Linked DNA regions of Mus musculus: all the other regions are linked to region 1. A link is a contact called in public Hi-C, HiCAR-type and promoter capture Hi-C data. All regions are on one chromosome and are shown on one strand. Each heading gives the region's core, a stretch centred on a gene start, on an enhancer-like site or on the middle of the called end of the contact. The rest is flanking DNA. Distances are from core to core; before and after follow the strand shown.

Region 1 (2,713 bases), core at 146-2,645:
CTGCAGAGTGAATGCAGAGCTTCAGCTTCAGCTCCAGCTGGATCGCACAGGTTTATGCATACAGGTTGGTAGGAGGCTTGATCAGGCTTCCAGTGTCTGCAGGTGATGCACAGCTGGGAATGAGGCTGATCTATTGAGCATTCTGTCAATTAACAGCACACAGAGATGAACGTAGTTGTTGACCTAGCAAGAAGAACAAAGCATTTTAACATCTGAATTCTTATTTAATCAAGGCCTTACTGAAGTTGCTGGTAATGAGAAACAACTGTCAAGACAACAAATTTTACCTGTCATGGTGGTGAACACTTTTAATTCAAGCACCCAGGAGGCAGAGGCAGATGGATCTCTGTGAGTTCGAGGGCAATCTGAGCCTTCACTACATTGTGAAGTCTACATCAGGCTGGGTAACATAAGGAAGCCCTGTTTCAAACCCAAAACAAACGCTGGGATCTATGGGGGTTTCCACGCTGGGAGCTCAACACGATCTCTTTAGAGAAAACAAAGAGACAAAATGAAATCTCAGTCTGTTTGATAAGTGGCATTTCCTTAAAATAGGAAAATACAGTCAATCCCAGCACTTGAGAGGCAGGTGGATCTCTGAGTTCGAGGCCAGCCTGGTCTACAGAGTGAGTTCCAGGACAGCCAAGGCTATACAGAGAAACCCTGTCTCAAAAAAAAAAAAAAAAAAAAAAAAAAAGAAAAAAAGAAAAAAACAAACAAACAAACAAAAAGGAAAATACAGTCTTAGGGGATTATCATTATTATTAACACAGGCTCACTAGATACCTAGGTCAGCCTTGAACTTGGAATCCTCCCATTTCAGGTTCTTACATAGCTAGGACTACAGGAGTTCACTTAACCAGCTAAGGGTTTTGTAAACCAAATATGCTTGAGTTTTCAAACTGCCCAACATTCCCCTTCCAGTTAGCCAATAGATACTGTCAGTTGATCCTCCCTAACTGGCCCCACCCTTCTTCATCTGGTACACTTCAAGTGGTCTAAAGGAAGTTTGTCAGCCCCTGAGTGCACGGTGACCTGCTTCAGATTTCTATGTGCAAATTACTATGAAACTCTCCCACGCCAACTGCTGTAAAATTAATACAAGAAGGTAGCCACAGGCTCTGTCTTAGAGGATTTTTATTTTATGGAAAGAAACCCTGAGAGATTAGGGAAGTGGCTGTTAACAGTGACTGGATCAGATAAAGAAGCGCTCAGCTATAAACAAAACAAACAAAATAAAAAATGAACGAAGCCTACAGATCCCTCCGGGGGAAATCAGGCTTCGATCTAGCTTTCAGGTTTGAAAACCCACCTCCCCAACCAGGAAGCATCTAGAACACTCAATGAAGCCCGCGGCCCGGGCCGGAAAGGGGGGCGGAAGAGGCGGGACTTCTGGGTGACGTCACGGGCCCCAAGCCCCTCGGCTTCCAGAGCGAACTGAGCGCGCGAGAATGGAGGTCGCCAGCCAAGCCCTGGGCCCCTTGGTCACCGAGCTGTATGACGTGCAGGCTTTCAAGTTCGGGAGCTTCGTCCTGAAGAGCGGGCTCTCCTCCCCAGTCTACATCGACCTGCGGGGCATCGTGTCACGCCCGCGTCTTCTCAGTCAGGTACCAGCCCCGAGGGACGGGATGGCTCCGGGTGGCGGGAAAAGAGAGCAGGAGATGGCGGGGGTGGCCGAAATTGGGGACAAGGGAGAGCCACAGACCAGGCAGGCAAGCCCTCCCGACTGCTGGTCTGGAGAGTGTGGAGGAGCTTGGGGACCGGGAGCCTTCAGCTTCTTTGAGACCTTGTTTCTGGACCGATCGGTGTAGACACGTGTTTTGCGAGAGTCCGGGTGTCCTGTTGGGCTCTGGCCGGCGGAGAAGTCCTTGAGTGAGTTCTGTGTACCTAACCCCCAGAAAGTGACAATTAGGGAGGAAAGGAAAAGGCGGGAGGGTGGAGAAATTAGTAGCGGATCAAACGACTCGATTTAATAGTGCATGGCCAGTAGCAAGAAGTGAAAGCCATATGGTGGATACCAGAAAGGCAGAATTTTTTGGTTGGCAAGGGTAAAGTGTGCACTTAGAGGTTTCTAGCCTGTTGTTTCTCAAACCTCGTGTCGGTTGTCTGTGAGTCACCGCCAAGTCGGCCTTGAGGCAGTGCTTTCTAGAATAACAAGCCTCCAGCCGAACTGCATGCAGATGGCATTTAGAATAAAAGGTTAGAAATGGCAGGAAGTGTTGCTAGGGACTCTGTGTGGATTATAGATCATTGTGAAGTTTGTATTAGCGTTTATAGTGGGTGTGGGTGTGTGTCCAGGTGTGCACGTGCCGTGGTACACTTTCGAAGATCAGAGTGTGTTCTCGCCCTCCCTCTCTGTCTTGAGGGTTAAACGGATTGAACTCAGGTGGTCAGGCTGGGCAGAAAAACCTTTACCAGAGGAGCCAGTGTGCCTGCCAGAATTGTTAATAAATAAAGCACTGGGGTTGGAGTCAAAAGTTAAAGGTCCCACTTCATAGTGCTGCTCAAGGCCAGCCTGGGCTACATGAGAATTTGTCCCAAGACCAAACATACTAATGGAATAGTTAAAAGTTACTAGTGGCTACTTTGTTGCCTAGTGTAACTGTAGAATATTTCCATTATTTGCAGAGGTCTATCAAGACATAATATGTATGTAGCCAGGTATGGTGGTGCACATCTATAATTCCTGCATTCAGGAAGCTGAGGCAGGAGA
Region 2 (2,713 bases), core at 122-2,621, 1.9 Mb after region 1:
GCTCTTCTGAAGGTCCTGAGTTCAAATCCCAGCAACCACATGGTGGCTCACAACCATCCGTAATGAGATCTGACGCCCTCTTCTGGTGTGTCTGAAGACAGCTACAGTGTACTTACATATAATAAATAAATAAATCTTAAAAAAAAAAGAAAAATAGGAATAAAAGTGAGAGAAAGAGAAAATGAAATGTTCATCTAACTTCTATTCTTTTTTCTAGCTATATGTATGTCACATACATATATGCATAAATATAAATACATATATAGACTACAGTTTAGTTTTATCTCATACATACGGTTTCCTGTATTAAATGCAAATTTTATGGTTGCTAGGTAGATTTATCATATAGGATCACAGTCTGTATTCTCACCCTACTGACAGATGTGAGATTTTTACTCCTATGAGGTCAACCATAATAAAGTGCTGCCTTTCACATTGCTGGGCTTTGCCTTTGATCTGAGCCAATGCCCAGACACTATTCCCAGTTCACCTCACTAGAGTGTGATGTCAGTAAACTTTCCAGACACTATATGGTCTACAAACATAAGCAAAGGGCCACACTTGTGAATAGAGTCGATAATAACGTAAGGTCTTCACTAAAGAGTTTTCCTTTTAATTTATTATTATTATTGTTGTTGTTGTTTCAAGTCAGGATTTTCTGTGAAGCTCTCGCTGCCCTGGATTCACTCTGTAGACCAGGCTGGCCTCAAACTCAGAGATCTGACCGCCTCTACTTCCCGGGTGCTGAGATTAAAAGCATACACCACCACTACCTGGCCTTTTTTTTTTTTTGTTTTTGTCCATATTTCTTAATAGCATGTTTGTAGTGCTATATTACACTATCCTCCCACTTTCGAGACCCCATAACCTGCCTGCCGTTCAGCACCAGCACTAGGTCAGCTAACGCACTGGGAGGAATGACATTACATTTACCTAATGTATTTTTACCTGATATACTTTTCCTACTAGAGATTTGTTCCCCACAACACCGAAGGGAATACTGAGGTCCCGATTCATGTCCTCACCAATGCAAGGCGACCCTACTTACCCTTGAAGAAGTACAGGAAGTGCACATCTGAACAGCAGTGAGGGGGTGGTTTCCATCCTACTGCACTGCACAGAGGAGCTTAGGTCGACTTTGAGGCGAGGTGGAGCCTGACGCTGCAGGAAACGGCGATAGCCATAGCCTACAGGAATAACCATGGGGTGAACTCAGAGGCAGGGGGCTCAGCCCGCACGCATCCGGTTGTGGGCAGGAAGCGGGGCTGAGCGCGGGGAGTGCGGTCCTAAGGCAGCTCGCCCGGTCCAAGGGCCCACCTAGGCGCCCCGAGGATCGTTCCCAAGGCAACAGAAGGCTCTCAATTTGCGCTTGCGCAGCCTCTCGCCCCGCCCCGGCCGGGATGACGAGGGGCGGGGCCAGGGGGCTGGCCTCTCCGGAACCTGGAGTTGTAGGGAGATCCTAGGGTGGAAGTGTTAGCCGAGTTCTGTTCGGGTCATCGGGAAAGGTGAGCGCGCGCTCAGCGTGCTCAGATTCCTTCGGTGACCGCAGCTTGCCCCGAGCGCCCCTTTCGGGCGTCGGGCTCCGGCGTCCTGGCTGCCGGCGCTGTGGCCTGGCTGCTCCTTTGGGCAGCCTGGCTGGTCGGCAGGCTCGCCGCGGACTTCAGCGACGCCCCTTTCAGCGCTGGTAAAGGTCAGGGGGCTGAGCGAGTGTGTGCGGAGCTGGGGCGGAGGTGGGGAGCACCCGCGGCGCCTGGGGTACCCGAGGCCGGAGGAAGTTAGCAACAAAGGCCCTGTGCGCCCTTCCCTCCTTGTGATCTTTGCTGGGGGTCCCATCCCGGGCTTCAGAGCCGGGCTTTGTCTTTCCAAGGCGGGACTGGCCACGCTGTGACCCAAGTACGAAACAAGTACAGCAAGCCACGAAGTATCTTGGGGTGCTTATGGTTCCCCTGAAGATGCCTTGTGCTGCCTGAGAGGCAGTGAACCCTCGGCATCCAGCGAAGTGTGAGAATGCCCAAACAGCATGTATGGGAGAAGGGGTGAGGTGATGTGTTGTGTGACATACTTCCCAGGGACACACGCACGCACGCACACACGCACAACCTGCTCACTCCAGAAAGGTAACCTTTGTACCAGTGTCCAGTTTGGTAAACCAATGATTTTTTTTTTTTAATTGGGGCTACTATTAGAAATATGGGTGAGGGGCTACTTACTAGAAGCAAGGATAACTCAAAAGAAGCTGCATCAGTAGAAAGATAAAATGGGTGAGTCCTGAAAACTGCAACCCTGGAGCTCACTAAGCGACTTCCAGACAGCTCTTCAGTCCTAACACTAGTTTCCCCCCTCCCATCTCTTTTTCTCTGCAGTTTGCCCCCAGCAACTGTTGACTCGCTTTTATATTGTAGGACCCTCAAGCGTCTCCCAACTGCTTATTCTCCTGGCTTCATGTTGCTGAGTAACAGGTTTATCAGTGATTCACACTCTTATTTTAATGTTCTTCCCACACATTTCTTGCCAGTGTTTTAGAGCAGGGTACCTGGCTACTGAACCTTTAGGGTTTGTTTGTTTCTTAATATTTGATACTTGAGAAATGGTCTTTCTTGGAACTTGGTATGTAGACCAAACTGAGTGCTGGAACCAAAGGTGGTGCCATCTCACCAGTCTTGAACTTTTAGTCACTGAGTAATAATAGTTTTAGTGAATCATTTTATGAAGA
Region 3 (2,713 bases), core at 77-2,576, 1.7 Mb after region 1:
TTTGGACTAAAGTTAGTCCTGATGTGGAGAAACTAAGTGACAACCAAAACAACCAGAAGACTGTGGCATTAGCATGACCACAACAGACAAGAATTTGGGTTACTTGGTGCAAGACATCTTGAGGAAGGGATTAGCAAATCATAAGCATGTAATTATACCAGGGTAGGGAAGCAGCTGCTGTTCATTTGTTTTTACTAAAAACCAGGAAGTTAATTACACATAGGTGGATCTCAGGCAAGGTTTACTACATAAAAATTGCATGACACTGGACTTGATGCCTGAGTCTGTGAGCCCTATTATTATAATAATCACTTCATAGAGCTGCGTTGAGAATTATATATAAAAAAAAGTCAGATTAAAAGATCTCATCTATGCCTGGCTCACACTGTAGTTCTTTTACTTTATTTTATGTGTATAGCATGTATGTGTGTACAGCTCAGTCATTCCCGAAGCCAGAAGAGGGTTTGGCTCCCCTTGAACTTAAGCTACAACTCAGGTTAAGCCTTGAGCACCCATATGGGTGCTAGGAACGAACCTAGGTCCTCTACAAGAGCAGAAAGTGCTCTTAACTGCTCAGCCATCACTCCAGTCTCTATTATTCTTTTTCTAAATGCTCTTTAAAATAGCATAACTAAATAATGCTAGGTTCTTTTCCTCCCAGGAAATCATCTTTATGTTTCCACCTTACCTCATTCTAGGGATTAACAAATTACCAAACAAAACAAAACAAAAAAACCCAACAACAACACGTTTTTCTTAATCTTTTTACTACTACTTTTTACTGAACACACTATATTTTGTCCAAAAAGATTGTGACACTTAGTATTCAAATGACACTTTGAGATTACCTACACTTGTTTATTTAATCTCAAATATAATAAAACCTGCGTATTTACGAGGGTTGCTCAGGTTTAGCCACCTTACTTTGAGAATGGGTTCTGGTGAGTCCCCTACGGCGCTAGCCAGGAAAAGAAGATGTCAATTTCTCAAGGTAAAAAAAAATAAAATATAATAAAATGGATCTAACCTGACCACGACAAGAGGTCCTCAACTGCGCAAAGGGAAAGGAAATTGATCCAAGCGACCTGAAGGTGAAGGATCTAAGAATTGGCTAGCAAAAAAGGGAAGTGTCGTGAACAAAGTTAGAGAGGGAGCAGAAACCAAGTGAGACGGGAAACTCCGTAGGAAGAGAGGCCAAGGAGAGCCGAGTCAAGGCCATTAGAGGAAAAACAGAAAAAAAGCACTTGCGAACAGATCCGAACCCCGCTGGCCAACAGCCTCATACCTGGGCTTCCCGTTCCCGGTGGCGCCGAGCGATGACCTCACACGCAGCATCCAATCCCATCAAGCTTTAGGGAGCGAGGCGCCTCTGCCGAACAGTCACTTCCGGGCAGAGAGGCGCGGCGGGCGAGCTGGGCGTGCGCCCTTGCTTCTTGCCCTCAACTCGCATGGCGGATCCCGGGGCGCGTCGCGGGCAGGCCGGGCGAGGCGGGCGGTTCCGGCGCCCGCGCTGAGCGGCTCCGAGGGGCGGGAACCCGAGCGGCTCGCGCCATCTGCCCTCAGTGAGGCGGGGCGCGCAGCGGACGCCCCGGGGCAGGGGCGGGAGCGGTGGAGGCGCGAGCGGCTGGCGCTGAAAGGGGCGGTGAGCGAGCCGCTCGCGGCTGTAGGCGAGGCTTGGCCTCCCGCGCCGAGACGGGGCGAAGCGGCGGCGGCGGCGGCCCTCGGGCCGGCTGGTGAGGCGATGGCGGCGCCGGGCCCGGGGGCTGGGGCAGCCTCGGGCGGCGCTAGTGGTGGCGGCGCCGGTGCCGGCGGCGGCGCCAGCGCGGGCTCGGGGTCCTCCGGGGTCGGCGGCCGGTTGCCCAGCCGGGTGCTGGAGTTGGTGTTCTCCTACCTGGAGCTGTCCGAGCTGCGGAGCTGCGCCCTGGTTTGCAAGCACTGGTACCGCTGCCTCCACGGCGACGAGAACAGCGAGGTGTGGCGGAGCCTGTGCGCCCGCAGCCTAGCAGAAGAGGCTCTGCGCACGGACATCCTCTGCAACCTGCCCAGCTACAAGGCCAAGGTGAGGGAATCCCGGGGCCACGTCGAAGCTCGGCTCCTCTCCCGCCCGCCGCTCTCGGGGTTTATCTTCAAAGCTTGAGTCAGAGGTTTCACCTCAGCATCCCGCCTTCCCACGGCTTCAGCCAGTCAGGACCACTCTCACCCCTCCTCTCCATAACGATCTTTTCTTTGGATTGAAGTTCTGCTTCGTAATCCACCTCACTTTTTAAAATACTAGGTGGTTTCCCATCATTCATTTTCAGCAGTCTTTCTACTTTCGACAGTCTTTGCTCTTAAAGACAGATCACCAGCCGATACTCATGAGCATGTATTTTTTCTGGCCTCCAAGTAGACTTAAGGCATTAGTTCGTCGATGTCGCTTTAAAATAGGTCTAGTTGCTGGGATCTTTTGCGTTCACTACCCCTTTTCCTAGCTCTGATTAACAAGAACATTATTTTCACCCACGTTCTCTTAGGGCCACAATATTTCACGATTCCAAGTGATGATAAGACTAGGCATCCTGCTAATTAACTTGTAAGAAAGAGACTTTACTATTACTTCCTCTCATTGGCACCATATAACTCATCACACTGCCTTGTCCTGCTGTGATTGATAACTTTTTCATAGTTCTACTCAGGTGATGGCTCTTCTGGCATCTAATATGTTGATTCCTGT
Region 4 (2,713 bases), core at 68-2,567, 1.1 Mb after region 1:
CTCAGGACTTTCAGAAGAGCAGTCAGTGCTCTTAACCACTGAGCCATCTCTCCAGCCCCATTCTCTCTTGTTTCTTGCAGCTGATTTGTCTTACTCTTGACTATCATGCACAGACTAGTCTAGGGATCACCAGTCTATCTACTTCGCTCTTACCTCTAATGAGATACCTACTCTATCTCCTTTCCACATTGTAAACTTAGCTTTGTAAGCACATTTGCCATACCCTCTCATTTGATAAAACTCACTGTTCTATGGCTGATTCCAACTCCTTAACATGTCATTTCATAACCTGGTCTTGCTTGCATGAGAATGCCCACATCATTGTGTCCCACTCCTTTGCTTTAAAAAAACTTTATATATGTGTATATATACTGGGTGTGTATACACATTTAGTGCATGCATGCATGTACATTCATGGGGAGAGAATAACTCTCAGGAGTTGGTTCTCTCCTTCCACCATGGAGGTCTGGGGTTTGACCTCTGGTGGTTAGTTTCGGTAGCAAGCTTCTTTACTTACTGAACCATCTTGCCCTTTCTCAGTTTTGATTACTAAGAAGCAACGATTTTCAAAACTGCTATTTTCTTAATACCTGTGAGAGCTGTTTTGTCCATCTTCCTGCCTCTCCTCCCCTCCTTGTTAAACTCTTATCCTAGAAACTGCTCTGCATGGCTTTGGTGGTGTATGCTTATAATCTCAGCATTCTGGAGGCTGAGGGTCTTGACTTTGAGCCCAACCTGTGCTACAGTACCAAAACAGGGTGGAGAATTGACTCAAGGGTTAACTATCTGTTCTTGTAGAGGGTCCCTGTTCCGGTGCCTTCACGGGCACCTTACAAGCATGTGATGCACATACACTCAGGCACACGCATATACATTTAAGAATATTTAGAAAAAGAAAACAGTAACCTGTACCCCGACATCACTCCTGCAAGAGACCTTCCCTCAAAGTCTTCCTAGCCTTTCTACTGCCCTTTTCTGGTTCAGTTTGTGATCTCTTGGTGTAAATGCTTGGAGTCTTCCAACACCAAGAAGTATTAAATCAGGAATGGACTGAAGTGAAGTTAATCGAGTTAGGATTATATCAGTTTTATTGTCTATTTTAACCTCCGACAGAGTCTGATTTCCTGAGTAAAGTGTGACAGGAGTTCGCCCTCGAATTCCTGACTGTCGTTAGTTACATGGAGCTTTTAATCAAGGTTCCCTGCCCAGGGAAACTCGCCTAGCACATCACGTGTACCCAGGTTAGGGGAGCCTGGGATTGGATGGGGCAGTGCATGCCGGGAGAAGGATGGCCTTCGAAGGGCTTTTTGGGAATTGTAGTTCTTGGAGCCGGAAGTGGGGGTGGCAGGGGTAGAGCGGCAGCTGAGGCAGCAGTCCTTGACTCTGTCGCTGTCAGGGTGTAGTGCATGGTTCTAAGCTCACCAGCCATGGTGCCTCCCCTCTCTTGAGGGTGCTCCGGGTACCCTGGCGGTCGAAGCGGCCTGGAGCCTCTCTCTGGCCCCGAGACGGCCTTATAGTCCGGATGCGTCCGGAGGGCGCGGGAATGGATCTTGGCGGCGGCGATGGGGAGCGTCTGCTAGAGAAGAGCAGGTGGGCTGGGAGCGGCTGGCAGTCGGGGCTGCTTGCGTGCGCGGGAGCACAGGGAGACTTGGCTGGCATGACACGCAGTGCGGGGCGCGGCATCCTGTAGAGCTACTGTTCAAGTGACTTGTTTGGGAAGAATTTCCAAGAGGAGGGACTGGTGGGGCGTGTATAAGGACAAGGGAGGAGATGAATTTAGGGACGGTGAGCAACTGTGGGTATGATTCTTTGAGGGCCAGGGAAGACAGTGAAGAAACTAAGATACAAGACTGCCAGAGGAGAGGTGGACATTGAGAGTCTGGGAGAAAGGACTGAGGTGCTGTAGTGAGATTTTTATAGGCCAAAGTCTATAGATAAGAGCAGAAACAAGATTGGTGCCCTGCGTTAAAACTTGTGATAACCCAGACCGATTTTAAAAGGGTGCTAAGATATTCTGGGAGCTACGGTTTTAGATTACAATGGCTCAGCAAGGTTAGGAAGAGATGAATGTGGGTGAGGAGGAGAGGTAGGCCCGTGGGTTAAAAGAAACTGATTGCACTGGGTGTGGGCTCGCTGAAGGGACAGAAATCATGTGCATGTCCTTTGTCAGTGAGATGCTGCTGCCCTGAGAGGACCTCTGTTTCTTTTTTCTTCAGCCCCTTTGCTGCTTCTCCACAATGCAAACTAAATAAGCTCAAGTTTTTGTGGAATTATTGTCAGAAAACCTTAGCTTCTAGAAATAGGGGGATTATTTTCTTTTTAAATTTAAACAACTACACTTATGTGTGTGTGTGTGTGTGTGTGTCCTACTTAGGATTGCTTCATTAACAACTGGTCTTAGGTTGGGAGTGTAATTCAGGGTAGAGTGCTTGCCTAGCATGCAGGCAGCCCTGGGCTCCATCCTCAGCACCACAAGAACAACAGAAGCAGGGTCTCAACATCTTAAGAGGATGCAGGAGCAGAGGCACAGTAGAAATATGGCGTGAGGGAGTTTTTCTTGACACTTAAAATAGGTTTAGTACAATGATGGTCTCCAGAGCAGGTGAAGTCCCACGACTAGAAGCAAAATAATTTACCTTAAAATATTCCTAGGGGAGAGCTGAAAAGTGTCTGGGTGAAAATATTTCTGCTATGATATAGCCTGTGGCCTACT
Region 5 (2,713 bases), core at 80-2,579, 1.1 Mb after region 1:
TGCCTTTTTACCCACTGAGCAATCTTACCAGCTCTATTTATTTTTTCAACATTAGTGAAATATGTAATAATTACCAATCTTTGATGACTACACAAGCCTAAGAAAAAGTATTAACTCTCACATTTTAAAATCAAGCAGAATGAGGATGAAACAATGTATATGACATAAACACAAAACATTTAAACTACTTCTGAGGGGACCCCTCCCCTTATGTAAAACAAAAGGACTCAATTCTTAATCTACTCCCGGAGGAAGCTATATTTAAAACACAAGAGGAACACATTATATAGTATGTTGAATACCTCAGTTACCATACATTGTTTCCCACAACTAAGGAAACCAAATAATACTTAATCCCCATTCTCTTTCCTGTCTTAAACAATATAAGGCGCAGAAATGTTTTTAAAGGGAAAAGCAAATATAGATGTGGTAGACAATATCCTACTTCTTTTCATGTTTTCTTAGGCGGCGGTAAGAATGGAAGACGAAAGTCCTGAGCACCTAAAGATGGCCTATTTTTACAAGTACTTTTCGGTAAATCAGACGGAGGCGGAGAAATAAGCTGTTCCCAGTGTTAGAGTCCACATTACACACACATACTCGCACACACTAGGGAAAACGCCAGAGCGGACCTGGATCCTTTGACAATGCAGCACCCAGCGTCACCCATACTACGATGGAAGAACGTGCTTGCCACGCTCCAACTCTTAGCAAAGTCAATTCGGCATCCCAAATGCAAAGTGGTCTGCAGACACCGGGGCGAGGCAAAAAGTCTACGGGGCGGGCACTGATGCCGAGATTTCTGAGAGCGATTCAAGAAAGATCACCCGTCAACTGCCTCTCGCCGGCAGCGGAGATGCTGCTGCGCGCTGCCGCACCCCAGGCTCCGGGTCTGGCCAGGCCGGGAGGGTGCGCGGTACCGCCAGCGGTCCCCGTTACCCGGGGAGCCTCGGGCCGGTCGCCACACACCCCCTGCCCCCCACTCCACGGGTCCCGGGTAGCAGGGATGCCCGCGCCCCGCTCACCGGCCCGGGTGGTGTCCGTCAGGTCATGGTTGGCCGCTCCCCGGGGAAACTCCCTCAGTTTCCGGCCGCTCAGGCTCAGCACCCCGGTGACCGCCGCCTCTTCCAGGGCTCGGTCGACCGAGCGGCTCCAAGAGCCCGGGCCAGGACCAGGGCCCAACCCAGGGCTCGGCCCACAGGTCGCACCGGAGAGGTTTCCCCCGGACGCCACAGGGCCAGAGTACTCCGCAGCCGCTACCACAGCCACCAAGCCCGCGGCCGCCATTTCCCAGCCGACAACTCTCCGGCCCGGCTCTGCGCATGCGCCACGCGATCCGCTGGGTGGGCGGGGAAAGGGGCTCGCGGACCGGGGACAGCTCTCCCGGACGCGCTGGGCGCAACAAGCCGCCTGCCCCGCCCACAAGCAGGTTTTCCAGGGAAACCGAACCGACTTCGCAGAGCTGGAGCAGCCCGGTACCCTGGGCTCCCTAAAAGGCCACTACAAAAACCAAAACCCGTCCTTAACAGCGCTCCAACTCTCAGTGGTGGATTACATTAAACGGCAAAGATTCCTTAGCCCTGTTGCTGCCAGAAACTTGGGCACTTAGAGGGGACTCCCTGAGATAAGCCCAAAATTGTCTCTCAGCTTGTCACCATACCGCCAGATGATCTGAACTGGAATTTGTGGATATACTATTAGTTCTTGAACGGGAAAACAAACATACCGTGTGAGCAGATTCGGCTACAAAGTCCCTAATTCTTGTTGAAATTGTTATGTATTTTAGATTTGTTGTTGTTGTTTTGTTTGTTTGTTTTTTGTTTTTCGAGACAGGGTTTCTCTGTATAGCTCTGGCTGTCCTGGAACTCACTTTGTAGACCAGGCTGGCTTCGAACTCTTTTTATGAAAGAGCTCTTAATGAAACCAAACGTCTTAAATACTGTGGCTGTTTGCGCAGATTTTATCACTAGCTAGAGCAGAACGAATAATATTTACATCTAACATTGAAATCTGGCTATGTAATAAATGTTGGGATTAAATTTAGAACCGAAAGACCAAAACCGGAAACCATTCAAGTAATGAAAACTACCACTCACATTTAAATAAAACCCCACCCTCCCAGTCCTGCAGTCTCTTATTTTTCCAAATCTGTTTTAAATTCAAGCCATTCCTAATATGTGATGCAAATATCACTCACCAAATTTACTTTGCTGTACAGAATTCGAGGGCCTGTCAGATAAAGTCTCTTTTCTAAAGAATTAGCTAATTTTATTTTGGAACCCAAGGAGGCCAGTTACAATAAGAAAACAGCAATTGGGCTGAGTAGAGTGCACGGCAAAGCAGTCCCTCTAGAGCAAGAACGAGTGAGGTGGGTCGGGCAGTGGTGGCACACGCCTTTAATTCCAGCACATGGGAGGCAGAGGCAGGTGGATTTCTGAGTTCGAGGACAGCCTGGTCTACAGAGTGAGTTCCAGGACAGCCAGGGCTACACAGAGAAACCCTGTCTTGAAAACAAAACCCCACCCCACCCCCAAAAAAAAGAACGAGTGAGGTTTTTGAATAAAACCTGAAGTTACAAAATAGGATGACAGAGAGCAAAATTCCAAGTATGATTTTGATGCATGTGAGCACATTAAGACACAGATGAGAAAAATCTATCACAGAGCACAAAAGAAAATATGAGGTGTGAGAAGCTGCTCATCACTCAAAGCCC

Evidence for each region. Promoter capture Hi-C pulls out the DNA fragments that hold promoters and counts their contacts. A called contact is a pair of places that touch in the nucleus more often than the background predicts. HiCAR-type assays count read pairs that join an accessible place to other places. Capture Hi-C pulls out chosen DNA fragments and counts their contacts.
Region 2: a contact with region 1 is called in a Hi-C map of B cells, with 6 read pairs. The contact joins the promoter of Cep19 here to the promoter of Umps in region 1. A contact is called at or near these places in 1 of 39 promoter capture datasets (hippocampal neurons) and 1 of 484 Hi-C or Micro-C datasets (B cells).
Region 3: a contact with region 1 is called in a promoter capture Hi-C map of adipose tissue, with 4 times the contacts expected there. The contact joins the promoter of Wdr53 here to the promoter of Umps in region 1. A contact is called at or near these places in 3 of 39 promoter capture datasets (hippocampal neurons, liver and pre-B cells) and 1 of 9 other capture datasets (adipose tissue).
Region 4: a contact with region 1 is called in a HiCAR-type map of astrocytes, with 3 times the contacts expected there. The contact joins the promoter of Rubcn here to the promoter of Umps in region 1. A contact is called at or near these places in 8 of 39 promoter capture datasets (the 3T3-L1 cell line, 3T3-L1-derived adipocytes, the HPC-7 cell line and 5 more) and 1 of 115 datasets of contacts at active chromatin or transcription factors (astrocytes).
Region 5: a contact with region 1 is called in a promoter capture Hi-C map of pre-B cells, with 2.6 times the contacts expected there. The contact joins the promoter of Lrch3 here to the promoter of Umps in region 1. A contact is called at or near these places in 2 of 39 promoter capture datasets (hippocampal neurons and pre-B cells) and 1 of 115 datasets of contacts at active chromatin or transcription factors (large pre-B cells).

Annotation. Positions count from the first base shown.
Region 1 is chr16:33,965,720-33,968,432 of GRCm38.p6, reverse strand. It overlaps Umps (uridine monophosphate synthetase), which reads left to right and starts at 1,395. Exons shown (of 6, transcript NM_009471.3): 1 at 1,395-1,607. The coding sequence starts at 1,452.
Region 2 is chr16:32,098,447-32,101,159 of GRCm38.p6, reverse strand. It overlaps Cep19 (centrosomal protein 19), which reads right to left and starts at 1,371. Exons shown (of 4, transcript NM_025892.3): 1 at 1,049-1,371. It overlaps Pigx (phosphatidylinositol glycan anchor biosynthesis, class X), which reads left to right and starts at 1,433. Exons shown (of 6, transcript NM_024464.3): 1 at 1,433-1,690. The coding sequence starts at 1,591.
Region 3 is chr16:32,245,840-32,248,552 of GRCm38.p6, reverse strand. It overlaps Wdr53 (WD repeat domain 53), which reads right to left and starts at 1,326. Exons shown (of 3, transcript NM_001185162.1): 1 at 1,286-1,326. It overlaps Fbxo45 (F-box protein 45), which reads left to right and starts at 1,528. Exons shown (of 3, transcript NM_173439.2): 1 at 1,528-2,059. The coding sequence starts at 1,742.
Region 4 is chr16:32,866,970-32,869,682 of GRCm38.p6, reverse strand. It overlaps Rubcn (RUN domain and cysteine-rich domain containing, Beclin 1-interacting protein), which reads left to right and starts at 1,317. Exons shown (of 19, transcript NM_172615.4): 1 at 1,317-1,590. The coding sequence starts at 1,523.
Region 5 is chr16:32,912,716-32,915,428 of GRCm38.p6, reverse strand. It overlaps Lrch3 (leucine-rich repeats and calponin homology (CH) domain containing 3), which reads right to left and starts at 1,329. Exons shown (of 21, transcript NM_001081255.1): 1 at 1,026-1,329. The coding sequence starts at 1,287.